Regions from separate parts of the Mus musculus genome. Here regions 1, 2, 3, 5 and 6 are each linked to region 4. The links are chromatin contacts, called in public Hi-C and HiChIP or PLAC-seq maps. All regions are on one chromosome and are shown on one strand. The core of a region is the stretch at or near the end of the contact, and the rest is flanking DNA. Distances in the headings are between cores, read along the strand shown.

Region 1 (2,700 bases), core at 198-2,697, 290 kb after region 4:
GATGTGACTTATCATCGTGTGTCTTCATTCCTTCCAGAAAATGGATCATATCCGTGCTTATAGCTTGCAAATAACACATTTACAAGCACTTCATTTATTGGAAGCAGGTAATAAAAATGAAATTTCCCTTAACCGTCGGTATCCTGGCATTCACAGAAATGAAGTAGTGCCATCAGTTAGGCGAACTAGAAGAAGGCTACGTGCCAAATGGTGTGAGCTTAAGTAGTACAAAGAGCAATGTCAAAGTGGCTCAAGCAGGAATATGCAAATTTCCATCAAAAGATGGGAAGAAGACAATTCTTTTTACAATAAGTACCTTGAAGCTGGGCTTCACATGACCAGCTCAGATATAGGCAATAAAAGCTAACAGTCTGTGCAATCCAAATTGCTTTGAATAATTTGTAGCAAACTGTGGCTTGGGGGGTGGGGGAATACTGCCATTCTACAAGGAATCATAATTTTTAAAAAAGGAAACACTCTGGGTTTTTTATTTTTTTAAACCACGTTAGTTTAAGTGTGTACCTCTGAAATAGGAAACAGCCAGACTAATCAAATACTGCTTGAGGATCGTTCCAACTGAAATAAATGGATCTAGTGTGATAATTCGTCTCCTGAATTATACTTTTACGTTATAACTTCATGATCTTGAAACCATTTTCCTTAGGCTGAAATGACAAAAAAATAGCACATCTTATGAGTAGCTTTTTACACAAAGCTTTTAAAAGAAAAATCTATCTTTCTCATTCTACTTCCTGCTAATGAAATGATAATGGTGATACACTTCAAAAAATAGCGGTGGATGCATAATTGAATGGAAAGTTTTATCAACACAGAATGGGCAACACTCGAAGGGCCAGTGGTTCCAGAGGCAAAGCACTCGTGAGTTAAGGATTTAGATAATGTCCCTGAGAAGATAATGATGTAACCATAGCCCACCCTTTTGAGTTTCTTCTATTGCTTTTTTTTTCTCCTATGAATAACCTTTCAACCTTTAAAATTAAATCCTTCAGTAAAATTGTCAACAAAACACTGTACAGGTTAAGAGAAAAGCGAAGTTACTGTCCAACCTATACCCACTGTAACAGTCAAGTCTCTTTATTTTGCATCGTTGTACCTCACTACTTCTCTGTAGTAACCAACATACTTGCATGTCCTCTATCATTAGTCAAAAGAACTGACTTGTGTAAAGTAATCAAATTTTAGCACTAGAGAGAGACTTGCAATATACCTGTTCTAACCGATTTATGCTGCTTCCGAGATGTCACACTTCTCCTGTTGCTCCTCTCCTGAAGTTTTATTCAATTACCTTTTTTTTTTCCTGTGCCAAGAAACTTAGTAGAGCTTCAAATACTCTGGTAGATGACTGTCCCCTATTCCTCCATCTGGGTGAGCATCTGTTCTTCGTGGTTTATGTTCCTTCCCGAGGATCTGACTCTTTACTTCCCAACTGACTCACTCTGTCTCAGCTGGCCAATCCACCCGTCTGCTCCAGGGACTGAGCCCTAAGAGCCACTTGGCTCAGCAGAGAGCAGAAGGTTTGCAGGGGCTGTGGGTCCTGCTGGTTCTAATTATTCACACCCTGTGGCTCTGCCTCATGTATACACGAATGCACATTGGTTCTACCACTTAGCCACTGAAAAACATTACTTAAGAATTAACTGTATGGTAGTGGTTTTTTTTTTTCTACTCTTCATAAAAAGGACATTTTTATACTTACTGACAAAGAAAGATATTTCTATAGTGATATTAAACAGTGCAAAGGAAAGCAAAAGTTCAAACCATAATTTCGAAAGAGACTGACCAAAAATATATTCTGAAAAATAAAATGAATAAAACATTTAATTTATGATTTTTTTGGTTTCGAATATCATTGTGAGTTTTTAATATTTATCCTCTCAAAGTAAAAAACCCATATACTGAGGAAATTAAATAATAATCATAACATATCTTTAGTATTTTATCAATATGGAGGTAGAAAATTATACTGGCATAACTAAAGAATAAGAAATTGAGGGACTTTAAATATCTCTCCCACAACCTTTTTGTGTGTTTTTTTTTCAGGCTTTGATATTGGGGTACTCTAGTTTCTTGAGACAGATATGAATTTCTTTAATGGGAGACTACAGATAAGGAGATAATAGAGAATCCAGAAAAGCACCAATCTGAGGCTTGGTTAATTACATGCATCTCCAATGTTATTCAAGTATGCTCTGCTCAAGCTGGGATAATGAGAGTTCTCAAGGTGAGCTTAGATAGCATATGGGTTCCTTATACAGTCCAACAGTGAGCTCATGCAGTCAGATCTCTATCAGTCTCAAGTATCTACTCTCACATGCAAAGAATTTAAAAATTTAGAAATAACTTTCCTTCAAAGCATAACCATCACACAGTTTTATTTGAAGTTATTATAATGTTATTATTCTAAGTAATTATTTAATTTTTACACATTATTATCTTTCTAGGTTAGAGAATAAGGCTTTGATGGAGTACATTGCTTATATGTTCCAGGCTATATAATTTCATCATTCTAGATCATAATAGTATGTGTTTGTTATACTTTCAGACATCAAGGAGATGAGGCAGGAGGATTACAAGTTCTATTCAAAGTTGATATTACAATAGTGAGACCTTGTCTATGACTAGACCATTCTCGTGGACTCTAAGTTACACTAAGAGGAATAGGGTAAATCATGTCAGATG
Region 2 (3,025 bases), core at 94-2,593, 270 kb after region 4:
CCTGATACTTCTTCAAAATCTTGACTTGGGCTATTCAGTATTTACTCTCTCTCTCTCACTCACTCTTGCTTTCTCCCTCTCTTTCTCCTCCCCCTCTCCTTGCACCCTAACCCTTCATTCATTTTTTTCCCAGCTATATCCTTTTTTTTCTAGATGTTTCTAAAATCTCTCTAAAGAGACATACACAAGGCCATCTTCAACAAAAGAATCTTTCCCCTCATACAAAGTATTTTCTTTCCTATCTGTTAACTACAAGGGCTCCACAGTTCTTTTTCATTCTAGAGAATTGTAGCAATCATTTGCTTGCTCCCGTGCTGATACATTCATCTCTGATGTTCTCTGTATCCCACAGCCCTGATCTTTGCAAACTGTGCTTGCCAGGTTTCCTGGACAAATGGCTCTCGTCTACTTTAGCCCAACAGGAGGCATAGGGAGAGCCTACAAAGTGTAAGGATAAAACAGTGGCGATAACCTGGTGGTTCTTTAGCGTGCTCACGTGGGAGAATGTTTTCATCCTGCTGAAATATCCATGTATGCCCTGTCCTCCCAAATCTGCTATCTCCTATTCAGTCAGTGTAACTGGGGCACCTCATCCTAGCTCTCAGTGTAGGAAGGCGATGCTTTCCTGCAAACACGGAAATGTCCTTCCCATATCTTTTCTACCTGCTGATTGTTTACCTCAGCTCAGCACCCAATCCTTAGTTCTTAGAAAATTTATTTTTCTAATACACAGAGATATTGTTTCCCATATTAAAATGCTCCCTAGGTTTCTTCCTGAGACTCAGTCTCTAGGACCCTCTCTCGGTGTGAACTCCAGTTTCCTGTATGGTTTTCTGCTTCTGAGCTTTCTCCAAAGCATTCCTCCCCTCCAGTAGGCCCCAGGCAGCAGAAACCATGGCAACATCATCACTGTATCCCCCTCTGTGTGCTTCCAGCCCTGCAGCTGATACTGACTCCTGCAAATCTTTGGCGTGCCTTTTCCTCTGAGGCCAGTAAGTTCTTGCAACACCATTGCAGTTACATTCCCCAGCCAAATTCCTCTGTGAAACTTTCTGGCATGCATTCTGTTTCCTTGAGTAGACTAACTTGCAGAGATACAGTATTTAAAAAAAAAAACCCAAAGTGTTTTTAGAATCTAAACAACTTTAAAAATAATACAAAGCCGGCACAGTGGTGTACACCTTTAATTCCAACACTCAGGAGTCAGAGGCAGGTATATCTTTCTGAGTTCAAGGCCAGAGTGGTTTACATAGTGAGTTCGAGGATAGCTAGGGCTACACAGAGAGACCTTGTCTCACCTCCTCTCCACCCCTTCCCCTCCTGTTCCCAGTTTTGCCAGGGGTCATGTGGTTGAGCAACTAAGTACATTTCTGCGAATCAATCTTTTCTTTTGTAATCTGCGGCTGTTATCTTAGGAGTAAACGTTTGAGAGTTAACCACGATAGAGGGTAGGGCACTGTTTGGTAAAGCTCCGAGAATTAACTATGATAAGGACACTTGAGAATGTTAGGATAGTATGGGAATTAAGTAATAATAGGAGAGTGCTTTGAAAAGCTTTGAGTAGACACAGGTTGAACTTTTACTAGCACATCCTTTATCTTCTTGTGAATGGTAAATATATTATCCATTTCACTTGGGCACAGATCACACCCTGCATTTCTTACTATAATCTCCCTTTTAGCTGCATACAATTGTTGCTTACTGCCTGGTAATTAACAAATATGGCATTGTATGTCTAGGAAAAGAACAAGTCTATCTCTCCAATATTGTACCATCTCCACGATTTCAAACATTTTCCAAAGAAAAGAATTTAATCTGCTAGCTTCACATAGTAGGTCTGATATTCTGAAACATCAAACATCCCATGGAAGACGCTCAACAACTTTTGTAACTCAAGAACACAGCACGGGAAGAGGAGCAAAACAATTTGAACGATTGGAAATGTGTCTTTGTGGTTACTTCTGAAAGATATTATTGATTTGTTGTTTGATTTAAGATGATAAAAATGCAGGATGTAGTTCTTGAATTCCTCATGGGAAGATGTTCGGGTTCCAAGGAAGCTCTTCAGGGTTGTTATATCTTCCATGCCTCCATCATTTCGCCAATCCTTGCTAATTCAGTGGTTCTCAACCTTCCTGATGCTATGACACACGGTTCCTCATGTTGAGGTGACCTCCAACCATACAATTATTTGGACTGATACTTCATAATGGTACTTTTGCTGGTGTTACAAACCATAATGTAAATATTTGTGTTTTCTGATGGTCTTCGGTGACCTCCGTAAAAGGATTGTTCAATCCCCAAAGGTGGATTCATGGCCCACAAGTTGAGAACCGCTGTTGGACTCAGAAACTGAAAAACAAAACAAAACAAAACAAAAACAAAAACAACAACAAAAAAAAAAACAAGCAGAGATAGAAGTCAAGAACTCTGGGAGTTGAGGCAGAGGGCATACATTTTAAAGAACCCAACCTCAAGCATTTTCAAACACAGTAATAGAACATGGAAAGGACACTGATTTAGCATCATGAAGTAATGCATTTGGCAGGAAGGAATGAAGGTGGGAAGGTGCAGTGTGGTGGGTGGAGAGGAATGCCTGGGGTGATGTGTTCTCACACCAGGGGAAGCCACCAGCTGCTGACCCTGGCACGAGGAACTATTCATTCACACAGGAGCCACGGTCTCATGTATTGTTCATAATTAAAACCAGCAGCATATGAACCCCATCATGGTTTTCGCTCTGCTTGCTGTGTCTGTCTGCAGGAGTTCGTGCTGAGCAGCTCATCGAGGAACTGCTTTGATCAGAATCCTGGCATGATAGAACCAACAGACACATTGCAAGTGCCATATCAAAAAGACCCTTGGCAAATCTACTGTGAAGACTTTCCATTTGGATCCATTTCAGTTGCATGTGACTTCTTTAAAGTTCAGAGTATGTGGTTTAGTGTCTGTTTATATGGCTTGTGTGTATTTGTATCTATGTGCAAGAGCTGTGAATGCGTGTGTTTCCTGGGATACATTCTGA
Region 3 (2,912 bases), core at 43-2,542, 280 kb before region 4:
CTGTCTTCAGACACTCCAGAAGAGGGAGTCAGATCTCGTTACGGATGGTTGTGAGCCACCATGTGGTTGCTGGGATTTGAACTCTGGATCTTCGGAAGAGCAGTCGGGTGCTCTAACCCACTGAGCCATCTCACCAGCCCTTTAGTGACATTTTAAAAACCTCTTAGAATAACTATTTCTAACCAATAATCTGTCTTTTCAGATGCAGCTGGCAATGCCCATCACAGGAGCGACTGTAATCTTTCCTCCTTGTAAAGCAGGGATTGCTCAATGTGAGACAGATGGACTTGGTGGCCCTGAACCCCACAGGAGTGGGCCAGTGGAGACTTCCATCCACACTCTCATCTCTGACACAGGGTCATTAGAAGCCTGGACTCTAGTGTGAGAAGGGTATTGTCATAGAGGAGCCAGCACTCCTAGGTACCCCAGGAAGCAACTCAGAGGTCTGAGAAGATCAAGGGACTGTTATCAGTTGTATGGTCTGTTGCCATCCTAACTGAGATTCCATTGCAGACCGCATCAGTGACTTCCAAGTTAAGCCTCAATTCCTTAATATGGTTTCTCTTCAGCATCTTCCTAAGGTTCCCGTTCCCCGTGTTTCTGCCAGGCCATGTCCACCTACAGCTGAGTAGCAGTCCCTTTGAAAGTGGCACTGGGCTCCCCTATTCACCTTCCATCCTTGCCTGCCAGGGCCAACACCCAGACAAAAGCCTCTTTGACACTCACCACCCAAAATGTCATTTCTCACCCTTCTTATCTCTTTCTAGTAATGGGGATAACAAAGCTTTCAGGTCATGGAACAGCGGGTGGCAATCCAGGGCTTCCTAAGACAGAGTGAGTGGGAAATGGGGCAGGATGAATTTGTGGTGGTCAGAGCTGGAGCGTGGATAACCATAGCAGCTTCCTTGATGGCCCTGGTGCCAGACCCATCCTTGACTGAAATGAGTGTGGAACACCCTGGCTCCTCATTGCTTCATCCAACACCGCACTGGTTACTTAGCGACTACCTGCTAAAGGGAAGCACACCGCCTGCCCACGGCTGGCCCTGTGATCATGCCTTGAGGACCAGCAGTTGTTGTCTAACCTGACTCTGAAGGCTTGGCTGTGGATTTCTTGCCTTGCAATTGCCTTAAGCTGAATACGAGGGCAGAGACAGAGGAGCATGGAGATGTGGCTCACAGGTTAAGCACGGGCTGCACTTGCTGGAGGCCCAGGCTCAGTTCTTGTCGTCTTCATCCAGGTGGTTCACCCGGGAACTCCAGCCCATGTCTCTCCAGCTCCCGGTGATCTGGTGCCCTCTTTTGGCCTCCATGAGCCCTGACTGACACAGGAGTTTAGAAGACCACGATGTGGCCTTTCCTCAGTAAACACGGAGCCCCGGGTTTTAAGACAGTCAAAATCGATTCTGATTGTGCTTAAGCACTATGTTTCTTCCTAGGCCGCCTTTGTCAAGTGAACATGTCTCTAAGTGCCGAGGAAGAGACTACACGCAAGGCGTGCAATAATCCAGAGAGGGAAAAAATAGTGTCTGATTGATTCCAGATTCCAGACAAAACCCAAAAGTCATTTTTGGCTGTTTTCTTTGTTAAAATATGTACAGAGAGGGGCCGAAGGTTCACTTGGCTCAAACTTAAGGCACAAAAACTAAAAGGCACCAAGGCCAGAAACAAAGCATTGGAACGTGGTACTTGAGAGAATTCTCTTCCCACAATGTCCCCATGGACTGGCTCTTCCCCATGGCATCTATGGAGAGATCTGGACCCCTGAAAAGGGGAAGAGAAGGCAGTAGGGGGCTGGGGTGATGTTAGGATAAAGGCCATTAAAGTGAAGTTCTCCTAAAAACAGCAGCGTTGTTAATAACCTAAGAGAAGGTGAACAGGGCATGCTTGTGTGTGTGTTTAACTCAGGAGGCAGAGGCAAGTGGAGCTCTGAGTTTGAGGTCTACATGAGAGCCCCAGGATACAAGACAACAAGAGTTCATAGCAGGAGGTGAGACGGTTTTCCTGGTATTTGCAGCAGGAGCAGAGCAAGAGGGTTGAAAACCGACTGTTCAAAGGAGCAGTACATGCCTTTGCCCCTAGCAGAGGAAAGGCAGAGGCAGGTGATGGCGGTGAAGGTCTCTAGAAACAAAGGATGTAACCCCCTAGCATTCTCTACTGGAAATATGGTCCAGTCTGAGAATATCTGCTCAGAAAACCTAGAGGAATTCCGGGCGATGCTTCCCACAGAGCTGAAGGATCACGATCAATAAGCCGTGATCAATAAGCTGATCATGACTGAATTTGTTGAACCTACCCGTCCACAGGCCCAGGGAGGGGCTCCTCCCTGCTCTGCTTGCTGCACACCCAGCCTGCCTTGAGCACCCGCTGCCTCCTGCTTCCCGTGCAGGGTCTGTATAGGCTGCGGTCTGTCCTCACCTGCGCTGCCTTCATCTCTTCTCAGAGGCAAAAACAAAGAACACCAGCAGTGCTCAGCGACCACACCCACACAAGAGACTTCCTCTGGATGGAGCCAAGGAAAGGCTGTGACAATAAAATGCCCCAAACAACAAAGGCCCAGCCACAGGTTAGGGGAGAAAGAAAAACTGCACCACACTCAGGGCAAAATCCCCTCAAAATCAGAAACGAAGGCTCAGCACACTTGGTGGTACACGGCCTGCATTACCGGTACTCGGGAAGCCAAAACAGGAAGGCTCTGAGCCGGAGCCAAATCTGGGCTGTTGCAAGACTTTGCCTCCAGAGCCAAATCAAAGGAAACAAAATTCTCTGTTTCCCTGACCTCGTGATGGTCGTGTAAACATCTCTGAAAGCAGTGTGAGGTGATGCACAGGCGTGATGCACAGGCATGCGGACATGCGCCGTGGTACAGGTGCTTTGAGAAGCAGTTTGGTGGTTCTCAGTCAAGTGGAGTTG
Region 4 (3,044 bases), core at 418-2,917:
TGGGGAGAAGAGGGAGAAAGAAGAGGAAGAGGAAGAGGGAGATAGAGAGGAAGAGGAAGAGAAGAAAAAAACAAGAAGAAGAGGAGACGGAGGAGGAGGAGAAAGAAAGAAGAAAAGGAGGGGGAGGAAGTGGCAGCCACCACAAATATTTTCACCCCCCCCCCCAATCACTTTTTGGTTTAAGATGTGGCACTTCCTTTGCCAATCTTATTAAAGTTCTGTTATTTATTTTTCTATTAAAAAAGTGACCCCCCCCAATCTGCGATTTTGACAGCACTTACCTTTGGCATTCGTCTCCCTAAATGTAGTTGTGTTTCGTTATTCCGGACGTGGAGGGCAAGCTCATCCCAAATCTGTGCTTCACTCATGAGGGGAGATCCAACCAAGAAGGCAACATACATTTCCATTCCCCCCCCCCTCCGCTATTCTTTCAGGACGAAGCAGAACAAGCAAGCCACCCTGATAAAGCCAGAGGGCGCCAAAGTGCCGCGAACGGAACTTCCAGGGCTCAATGGGTTTGCGGGATGGTAAAATTGGCTTTTGTCTGAAGAAAGAGCTGTGGTTCTAGAAGATGTCACCATGTGTTAGTTTCCAAATTTAAATTTTTATTTTGCATTTTATTTTTGCCAACAGGTAAGCATAGCGAGCATATCTCCTAACCGTGGTGGCTATTGTGTGTCGCGGTGCTACCCAAAGTGCTCGTCGACCAGGACACGAGGACTTGGCGCGGATGGCCACAGCCTGGCTGGGCGCGCTTCTGAGTAGCATCTTAAGCAGCCGAGAGCTGGTGACTTCCATGAAAGCACAGGCACAAAAAGTCGAAGCCCCTTTTCCTAGGGTGCATTTCTTCCTTTCTTTCTCTCCGAAGTCGGGAGAACGTACCCTGAGGCGGTGCCGCCCACCCTTCCAACCCAGACCTGAGCTCTGGGCGGTGGCGCCTTGCAAAGCTGGAGCCTCCTGGTCGGGCCCCGAGGGCGAGCATATGCCGGAGGCGTCCCAGATGCTTGCCTTGGGGGACACCCTAAAACCAGCGGATATCTGTCTTGATGGTTTCAAGGGAGGCATCGCATCTTCCCCAGGCTCACTGCCTACGTGATAGCAGAATCTAAGCCCGTCGTCTGGAGCGGGGCTGGATTGGGGTGCAGAGAAAGCTGGTTGCGGCGGGGGCGTAGTTCATCAGCCCCTTAAGTCTGAGCGAGAGCCTGAGCTACTTATTCAATGCTTTCAAATAAAATGTGTGCGAGACAGAGAGAGGAGAGAAATCCACAGACAGTCCCGCCGGGGGTGGGGGTGGGGGTGGGGTGGGGGGGGAATGGAGGGGCGTGTAAGGAGGGAATAGGAGGAGGGGGGCTGACAGAGACTGTTGGGGAGGCGGGTAAGGGATCTGGATGTGGAGAGCAGTGGGTGGGGGTGACTGTGCGGGTGTGGTGACGGGGGGGGGGCGCTGGATCACGGGGCGTCTCGGGGCGCAGTGGCTGCTGGTGGAGAGAAGTTGGGGGACCCCCTCCTGGGTGGCGGGGCGCGAAAGGAGCGGGAGGGGTGCGGGCCGCGGGCTGGGAGAGGAGGGGCGGGCGCGAGGCGGGCGGGGTCGGCGAGCGGAGGAGCTGGGCGGGCGGACGCGCGGGGGGGAGGGCGCTGGGCAGGAAGGGGAGGGGGAGCGATCGAGAAATGCAGAGGCTGCAGCGGCGGCGGCAGTAGCGGCAGCGGCGACGGCGGTGGCGGCAGCGCTCCAACTCGCTCCACGCTCCGGGCTCCGCCGTCGAGCCGGGAGAGAGAGAGCCTTTGCTGAGCGACCAGCCACCCGGCCGGACGACACCAGCCACCCGGGCCCCTTGGAGGCACCGCGCTCACCCAGGGCCGCCACAGGCACCCAAAGCCGGTAAGGAGGCGCGCCGTGGGTCCCTAAGGCCACCGCGGACTCCGGGCCACCGGTTCCCCAGGGCCCCGCCCCACCCCGAAGCCTAGGGTTCTCCAACGGTGCAGCCGGGGTGCGGCCGGGTGTAGACACAGTGGGCATGGGATTCCTCTATGTGGGTTCTGTCGCATTTGGAAATCCAAGGTGATGCTCTCCCCCAGGTGGACAGCTTCGGCCTTTCGTAGGGTGGGGGACTTGGAGGGGGTGGCGGCGAGGCGGACGAACCGAGTTCGGGAGGGAGGGGGTGGAGGGTGGGGAGCCGCTGGTGACAGCACCGAGACCACTGGCCACGGTTCTGTGGGCTGAACCCAGCCTTCTGTCAGCGGAACCCGCACAGCCACGGAGAAGGCGCTCGGTGTGAGGGGCGCAGTAACAGAAGATGGAGGATGGGGGTGGGGTGGGGTGGGGAGGGAGAAAGAAGACGCGGAATCTGGTCAGATCGGAAGGGGCGGGGGTGGCTTGGCCCTCGGGACTCCTGGATCTTGGTTTAGGGTAACCGAGGAACACGAGGTTCGGAAGGCGGTGTGCACGTCCGGGGCAGATTAAAGCCCCCAGCCTGGTCTGCGGCTGAGCTGTCTTCCCACTAACCTGTGGACGTCGCCAGCATTTTATTTTATTTTTTGAGCCTTGCGCTCAGAGAGCGGGCCGCGCGCCTCCACCGCCGCCCCAGCCTGGGGGAAGGAGGGGTGGCGTGTGGGCTTGAACCTGACAGCCCGCGGCCCGAGCGGGCTCAACCCTTCTGCAAGCCAAGATTTCTGTAGATTTTTTCCCCCGTAGCTCAAACGCTACAACCCAACGTCTGGTTCCCGCTTCCCCACACCATTAAAAGAAAAAAAAAAAAAAAAACCAGAATCCCTGGATCGGATGGCACACAATGCGTGGCTGGGGACCGCATTCTTTTCATGAATATTCATCGAACGCTTGGCCCTGTTCCTAATCTGCTTCCCCCCGAGACGTTTCCGCCTTGGAGCGAACTCGGTGGACGGCCTCTGCCCCAGTGATTTTCACGCTGTTCAAAGGAGCACAGCGCACATGGGTGCGATTTCAGGATTTTGCACGGGAGCTGACACACCTCTGTCTTGGCCGAGACCACTGGCCACTTACGTGGCGGGCTAGAATAAAACACGAG
Region 5 (2,788 bases), core at 261-2,760, 380 kb after region 4:
TAACACTCTTTGAACACAGGAAGCGGGTAGGTGGAGGAATGTCACTATCTGTTTTATGATTAGCATACCTTGGAGCACTGAGTTTACTATTCTTTCAGTAGCCAAGAGAATTCTTCTATGTAGCAAGGGATGAGACCCAGAAAGCTATTTATACTTGCTTTCTCTGCATACGGTGGTTATAGCAAGGGCAGGACCTTTCCCTTCCCCTTTCTATAGATTGTTGTTTATTACATCAGTAACTGTACACAGAGGTATCATCCTTTAACATGTTCCTAGAAGGAACATCTCAGGAGTCATGCCAATTACACTTTAAACATCTTTCTGCATTAAGGATCAGGATATGAGGCAACTGTTCAGGTCCTTTTCATTTTTCTTTGCTTTGCTAGCTTTGGTGATACGTTCCTACATCCAGAGATGAGTGTGGGTGAAGTGTGAGGAGAGCGGGAGAGCAGCAGAATCACTTAGTCCCAGAAAAAGCATCCGCAGAGTTAAGACAGAGATCTGAAATATATTCATTGAAGTTTATTGCCAATTAAAGGAACTCTGAAGCTTACTTTCAGGGACATTGAAATCTGAATTCATCTAATGATTCCAGAATTGATTTCTCAATCTCAATGAGTGTCTTTATCACTCCATCCTCATCTCTGCTTTGTTTCCAAGGTTCACACTTTGTAGACTGTCCTGTTAGACTTCTCCCCTCTTCCTTCCTTCCTTCCTTCCTTCCTTCCTTCCTTCCTTCCTTCCTTCCTTCCTTCCTTCCTTCCTTCCTTCCTCCCTCCCTCCCTCCCTCCCTCCCTCCCTTCCCTCCCTCCCCCTCTCTTCTTTCTTTCTTTCTTTCTTTCTTTCTTTCTTTCTTTCTTTCTTTCTTTCTTTCTTTTTCTCTCTTTCTCCTTTCTGCTTTTCTCTCTACCTTTCTTTTTGTCTGTCTTTTTCTCCTTTCTTTTTGTGATGTCTAAACACATACACACACACACACATACACACACACACATAGTATGTATGGATATATATGTATATATAATACTATACATCATATTCTTACCCATAGTCAGTTGCTTAAAGAAGACAAACAAAATGACAATACCATATGACATGTAGGCGTGAATATATATACATACATATACATACATATATATTTAGTATACTGCTAAATGAAGGCCATAGGTAATGAATGGCTTCTGAGAGAGGGAGATTCAGCTTTCTTCAGGGACAAGCCCTCCCAATCCTTACAAGTTATTTAATCTCAAGTTGTCAGCCCTAAACAAAAAGACATATGATTCACACTAAGTGGAGTTCACACTAAATGGACTTGGCAGACTGCATTTATGTATAAATGTGTACATGTGTATGTGGACAGCCTTTTTGGGGTGCTGCTTGGCAGGAATCAGACATTGGCCAAGGACAAGGAAATGGACTTCGGGAAGAAATCTGACATTGACCATGACAGGGATGTAAGTTCAGGCAGGAATCTAGCATTAGGGCATGAGAAGGAAGTAAGTTTCGGCAAGAATCTAACTTTAGACTATATAATAGGGAAGTAGGGTGGCAGGAGTTTTAATCTTAGGGTGCAACAAAAGAAGTAGGCTTCAAGCAAGATTTTAGGCTTGGTTTGGGAGGTGGACTTAAGTATTTTGATCATTATGACAAGCCCTTTTTCACAACTGTCATGGCAGTAATCCTGGACTTTTCTCACTGCCTTGTTAGTTCCTTATTGTACTGCTCGCCCTTAGTACTTGCATGTAATTAAAATGGTATAAAAAGCAGATTGGGAAAATTAAATTTGCCTTCAGTCTGAGAATTAACTGGAGTCATGGTACAATGTTGTCTGTCTTTTTTCTTTTAAATCCTCACTCCTGTGCTGAAGAACCTCTTGACTGACTGAGTGGGCTTGGTCATGTGTAATAATAATAATAATAATAATAATAATAATAATAATAATAATAATAATAAAAGAAGAGGCTCTGAATTTGAGAGAGAGAGAGAGTGGGAAGGAACATAGAAGTGTTTGGGGGTGAGAGGGAGGAGTATAAATGATGTACAAAGTTCCAAAACAACTGATTAATAAAATATAAAATGAAATCACTAATATTTTATTTGATTTGTTTTTTCTTGAGAATTTCATACATGAATAGTATGTATTTCGATAAGATCCACCCTCTACTCCCACTTTCCCAACTCCTCCTATAAACTGCACATCACTTTCCCTTAGCTCCCCTAGTGATGATACTAGTGATACTAGTGATACAAGTATGTACATGGGTCTTAGATCACCTATTGGAGCACAGCTATTCTCTCAAGGTTGCAACCCTGGAGAAAACCAACTCTCCCTCTCCAAGCAGCAATAAGTTGAAAATAGATCCCCAGTTAAGGTCTTTTTCTTTTGAGAAAGCATCCTCCCCAGAGAATTATTTATTTTGACTCTGAAATTTAAATACCAAATCATTGAATTAATTCCTTCCTTCCTTATATCTACTTCTTCAAATCCACTATTCATGCCTGCAACTTCACTTTTTTGTCTGCATTCTATTTTCTTACCTTAAATACCTTTCCCTCCATACTCTTCTCTCTCACAGAATCCAGCCTGTGACTTGTTTTCTATAGTAAGCGAGGATGTCATTTTAGGTTTGCTATGCTTTTTCTGAAAATATTTATTTTGAGGTGACAAGAAAAAAATAAAGCAATTCATGGTAACAATAATTGTATAACTCCTGTTCATCATTGATTCAAAAATGATACTACATTAAATAGGCCAACCAAATACTTGTGTTTTTAGGTAGTCATACAACCA
Region 6 (2,700 bases), core at 179-2,678, 260 kb before region 4:
AAGCACAACTGGCCTGTTTTGTAAATAGAAAAAGGAGGCATAAATCTTCCTCGGAAACGTGCTAGGCTGGAATCCACACACCCCGCAGACTTCTCCCACTTTCGCTCCTACTGGGCGTGGCTCTCCATCAAGTCCTGGAGGGGGAATGTCACAGACTGAATCCCTGGCTGACATTAACTCCGAAAAACCGTGATCTCCGGGTCTCAATCGTTCCGGACACAACAGTGTCAAGGAGGACTCCTCTGTGCTGCAGCAGTTGATGGGGAGTTGATGGCCTATGAGTGACCACCTTTGTCTTTAGAGAACAGGTATGGTGAGAACGATGATGTGGGGGTACTAACTCCCCAACCTGTCATGCCCTACAACTGTGCTTTCAAAGTGTGGCTTCCAAATCAGGAACGTGCAGAGCACGTGCTCCGGTGCCACTTAATGAATCAGGAAGGGCCAGCGGAAGCCCAGGACCCAGTGGCTCACAGCTTCCCATCAAAGTCTGGCTCTTACTCAGTTCTAAGAGCACTCGGTCAGGGGAAAGCAAAGGGTTTTGTTTGTTTTTAACTAAATTTTATCTAATGTGTGTGTGCCAAGGCACCATACCACATATATGTAGGCCAGAGGACAACTTTCAAGTGTGGGTTCACATGGGTCATAGAGATCAAATTCAGGTTGTTGGGCTTGGTATCGGGTCCGTAATCACTGAGCCATGTCCTCTGCCCAGGGAACACAAGTCTTGTCTCAGACCACTCATCATCTTAGCCAAGGCATTTTTCCCTCATAAGAAAATGGAAGAAGAGGAGAGGAGAGGAGAGGAGAGGAGAGGAGAGGAGAGGAGAGGAGAGGAGAGGAGAGGAGAGGAGAGGAGAGGAGAGGAGAGGAGAGAGAAGAAGGCAGTTTTACAATGACTGGATGTACTAGCATCCTATTAGAGTTCCCAGATTCACTCAGGCTGGTGGGCAATCCTGGACTCAAGACATATTCCTGGCTTCCCAAGCAGGGAGGCAGCATCATTGGGAATAGCTCCATGGCCCAGAATCACATTTAGATCACTCTCTGAGTGATTCAGGCTGGGAACCCCTGAAAGCCCCTGCAGCCTAAATATTGTACCAGAAGTGACCGCAAACCATGATCTTCTATGGTCATCTAAGATGAGGCTGGCAAAGGATTCCTGTGATGGGCCAGGAGACAATGTGTCGGGCTTTTTAGCTGTGTCCTGGCCCCGCTGCAGTGTGAACGCCCCTGCAGACCGCAAGCCGAGGAGTGGCCAGCATCTTGTTCCAATAGAAGAGTATTAAGCCTCAATTCCACATAATTGCATGACATTAACTAGTCTTCTTTTGACTTCTTCCAAACATTTAACAGTCTGAAAGACACTCTCAGCTTCTAGGCTGTTCACAATGCGGCTATGGATGAGGGCTGAGCTCGCTGCCCCCGTTCAGTCAAATGTGGGAGAGAGTATGCATTTGGTTCAGTAATGCTGTCTTCTTGGCATAGGTCCCTTCGACACAAACAGCTGCGTTCACAAAAGCTACATGCCACATCTTTAGAAGCTCAAGGTTTAATCATGTGCAATAAATAACATATACAGCCCTGATGGCCACAGAAACATAGACTAAGCCTGCAGGGACCTCAGGAAGGTCAGTCCATCAGAAGCGGCCACCGGTTTTGTTTCTTAAATGCCCGTTAGGTTGATGGCAGCAAGACAATCAGAGAGTTGAAAACGGGCCCCAGTTTGAATGTAACGTGTTCTCACAGAAGCTGCGGGGCAAGCATCTGGGAGGCATGGGCTTCCTGCTTGCTTCGCCTTGGCAGCTGGCCCTCTCCCTGTACTCCTAGCCAGCCTGCACTGGGAAAAAAACAAGCCAGCCTCTGTCTGCTCAAGATGCTACAACGGATTATCATTGACAACTGAAATGCATTTCTCACCATGCTAGAAGCTGAACTATGAACATGAAGGCAGTGGCAGCTCCCACATCTGGCAAGGGATGCTTCTGTGTTTTAGATGGTGCTTTCTTCTTGTTACACCCCCCCCCCCCCATGATGGGTGAGGCAAGGAAGCTCACATACGCCTCATACCTCAGGACACTAATTCCATTTAGGATTCCTAAAGGCCTTGTTTCCAGGATGCATCACATTGTGGGGGCAGGGGGGATAGAATCTCAACACAAGAACTACAGGAGCATGCCCTTTTAGAAGACACTGCAGCCACCTCCCAGCCCCCAGAGCTCTCCTTTGCTGGGCAGCTCCAAGGCCTTCCCCTTCCATCTAGCCCCAAACTCTCCCCCTCTCTCTCCTTGAGGCAAACGGAGGGAAAACTACTCTCAGCAACATCAGTATAAGTCAACTGACTGCCACTGCTGGCTGGGCAAGCACAATCCAGCCAAGCATCGAGGGGACACGGGAGATGTCGGGAAGTGGGGACGGTTACACCAATTTTACAGCATAAGCCCTGCCAATGAGCTCATGGGAACGGGAAAGAAAGACAAGGGATGGGCGTGGAGAAACAGGTCAGAGGTCAGGAGCATTGGCTGCTCTCGCACAGGGCCTGGGTTCCATTCCCACTTGGCTGCTCACAACCATTTAGAATGCCGGTTTCAGGAATATGATGCCCTCTTCTGGCCTCTGCAGGCACATACACACATACGCACATACACACATACAAGCATGCTACACATGTATACACTTATATACACTTCGTGCTTCAGC

The links. A called contact is a pair of places that touch in the nucleus more often than the background predicts. HiChIP or PLAC-seq counts read pairs in DNA pulled down with a chosen protein or histone mark.
Region 1: a contact with region 4 is called in a Hi-C map of ventral hippocampal neurons, with 2.1 times the contacts expected there. The contact joins the enhancer-like site here to the promoter of Basp1 in region 4. A contact is called at or near these places in 15 of 39 promoter capture datasets (the 3T3-L1 cell line, 3T3-L1-derived adipocytes, the HPC-7 cell line and 8 more), 23 of 484 Hi-C or Micro-C datasets (LSK cells, Th2 cells, bone marrow-derived DN2 thymocytes and 15 more), 24 of 115 datasets of contacts at active chromatin or transcription factors (the NIH/3T3 cell line, SST interneurons, astrocytes and 13 more) and 1 of 9 other capture datasets (adipose tissue).
Region 2: a Hi-C map of adipose-derived mesenchymal stem cells shows a contact between it and region 4, with 5 times the contacts expected there. The contact joins the enhancer-like site here to the promoter of Basp1 in region 4. A contact is called at or near these places in 20 of 39 promoter capture datasets (the 3T3-L1 cell line, 3T3-L1-derived adipocytes, the HPC-7 cell line and 11 more), 1 of 15 datasets of contacts at CTCF or cohesin (stem cell-derived epiblast-like cells), 117 of 484 Hi-C or Micro-C datasets (the AML12 cell line, the C2C12 cell line, CD4 T cells and 62 more), 34 of 115 datasets of contacts at active chromatin or transcription factors (the NIH/3T3 cell line, SST interneurons, Th17 cells and 18 more) and 3 of 9 other capture datasets (adipose tissue, embryonic stem cells and liver).
Region 3: an H3K27ac HiChIP or PLAC-seq map of embryonic stem cells shows a contact between it and region 4, with 6 read pairs. The contact joins the enhancer-like site here to the promoter of Basp1 in region 4. A contact is called at or near these places in 8 of 39 promoter capture datasets (3T3-L1-derived adipocytes, the C10 cell line, cranial neural crest and 3 more), 1 of 484 Hi-C or Micro-C datasets (bone marrow-derived macrophages), 16 of 115 datasets of contacts at active chromatin or transcription factors (bone marrow-derived macrophages, embryonic basal ganglia, embryonic forebrain and 7 more) and 2 of 9 other capture datasets (adipose tissue and liver).
Region 5: a contact with region 4 is called in an H3K4me3 HiChIP or PLAC-seq map of microglia, with 7 times the contacts expected there. The contact joins the enhancer-like site here to the promoter of Basp1 in region 4. A contact is called at or near these places in 24 of 39 promoter capture datasets (the 3T3-L1 cell line, 3T3-L1-derived adipocytes, the HPC-7 cell line and 15 more), 3 of 15 datasets of contacts at CTCF or cohesin (the NIH/3T3 cell line, embryonic stem cells and liver), 120 of 484 Hi-C or Micro-C datasets (the 3T3-L1 cell line, 3T3-L1-derived adipocytes, the AML12 cell line and 73 more), 35 of 115 datasets of contacts at active chromatin or transcription factors (PVALB interneurons, SST interneurons, Th17 cells and 21 more) and 4 of 9 other capture datasets (adipose tissue, embryonic stem cells, liver and 1 more).
Region 6: an H3K4me3 HiChIP or PLAC-seq map of forebrain shows a contact between it and region 4, with 3 times the contacts expected there. The contact joins the enhancer-like site here to the promoter of Basp1 in region 4. A contact is called at or near these places in 8 of 39 promoter capture datasets (the HPC-7 cell line, embryonic stem cells, frontonasal cranial neural crest and 3 more), 1 of 484 Hi-C or Micro-C datasets (trophoblast stem cells), 11 of 115 datasets of contacts at active chromatin or transcription factors (bone marrow-derived macrophages, embryonic forebrain, embryonic hindbrain and 6 more) and 1 of 9 other capture datasets (liver).

The regions. Positions count from the first base shown.
Region 1 is chr15:25,119,423-25,122,122 of GRCm38.p6, reverse strand. All of the region lies in intron 3 of Gm35996 (a long non-coding RNA gene), which reads left to right. Among named protein-coding and RNA genes, the nearest start is that of Gm35996, 59 kb to the left of the region's middle. Within about 2 kb of position 1,447, at least 5 of the 459 cell types and tissues checked have an H3K27ac peak or open chromatin away from gene starts, as enhancers often do. A contact at or near this core is called in ventral hippocampal neurons, where this site is marked.
Region 2 is chr15:25,138,914-25,141,938 of GRCm38.p6, reverse strand. All of the region lies in intron 2 of Gm35996 (a long non-coding RNA gene), which reads left to right. Among named protein-coding and RNA genes, the nearest start is that of Gm35996, 39 kb to the left of the region's middle. Within about 2 kb of position 1,343, at least 19 of the 459 cell types and tissues checked have an H3K27ac peak or open chromatin away from gene starts, as enhancers often do. A contact at or near this core is called in adipose tissue and adipose-derived mesenchymal stem cells, where this site is marked.
Region 3 is chr15:25,692,276-25,695,187 of GRCm38.p6, reverse strand. The region is part of intron 2 of Myo10 (myosin X); the gene reads right to left. Among named protein-coding and RNA genes, the nearest start is that of Myo10, 71 kb to the right of the region's middle. Within about 2 kb of position 1,292, at least 42 of the 459 cell types and tissues checked have an H3K27ac peak or open chromatin away from gene starts, as enhancers often do. A contact at or near this core is called in embryonic stem cells and liver, where this site is marked.
Region 4 is chr15:25,412,387-25,415,430 of GRCm38.p6, reverse strand. It overlaps Basp1 (brain abundant, membrane attached signal protein 1), which reads left to right and starts at 1,667. Exons shown (of 2, transcript NM_027395.2): 1 at 1,667-1,879. Gm48957 (predicted gene, 48957) reads right to left here and starts at 1,241. Exons shown (of 4, transcript NR_168943.1): 1 at 282-1,241.
Region 5 is chr15:25,034,058-25,036,845 of GRCm38.p6, reverse strand. No RefSeq gene overlaps it. Among named protein-coding and RNA genes, the nearest start is that of Gm2824, 13 kb to the right of the region's middle. Within about 2 kb of position 1,510, at least 4 of the 459 cell types and tissues checked have an H3K27ac peak or open chromatin away from gene starts, as enhancers often do. A contact at or near this core is called in microglia, where this site is marked.
Region 6 is chr15:25,675,394-25,678,093 of GRCm38.p6, reverse strand. The region is part of intron 2 of Myo10 (myosin X); the gene reads right to left. Among named protein-coding and RNA genes, the nearest start is that of Myo10, 54 kb to the right of the region's middle. Within about 2 kb of position 1,428, at least 26 of the 459 cell types and tissues checked have an H3K27ac peak or open chromatin away from gene starts, as enhancers often do. A contact at or near this core is called in forebrain and stem cell-derived neural progenitor cells, where this site is marked.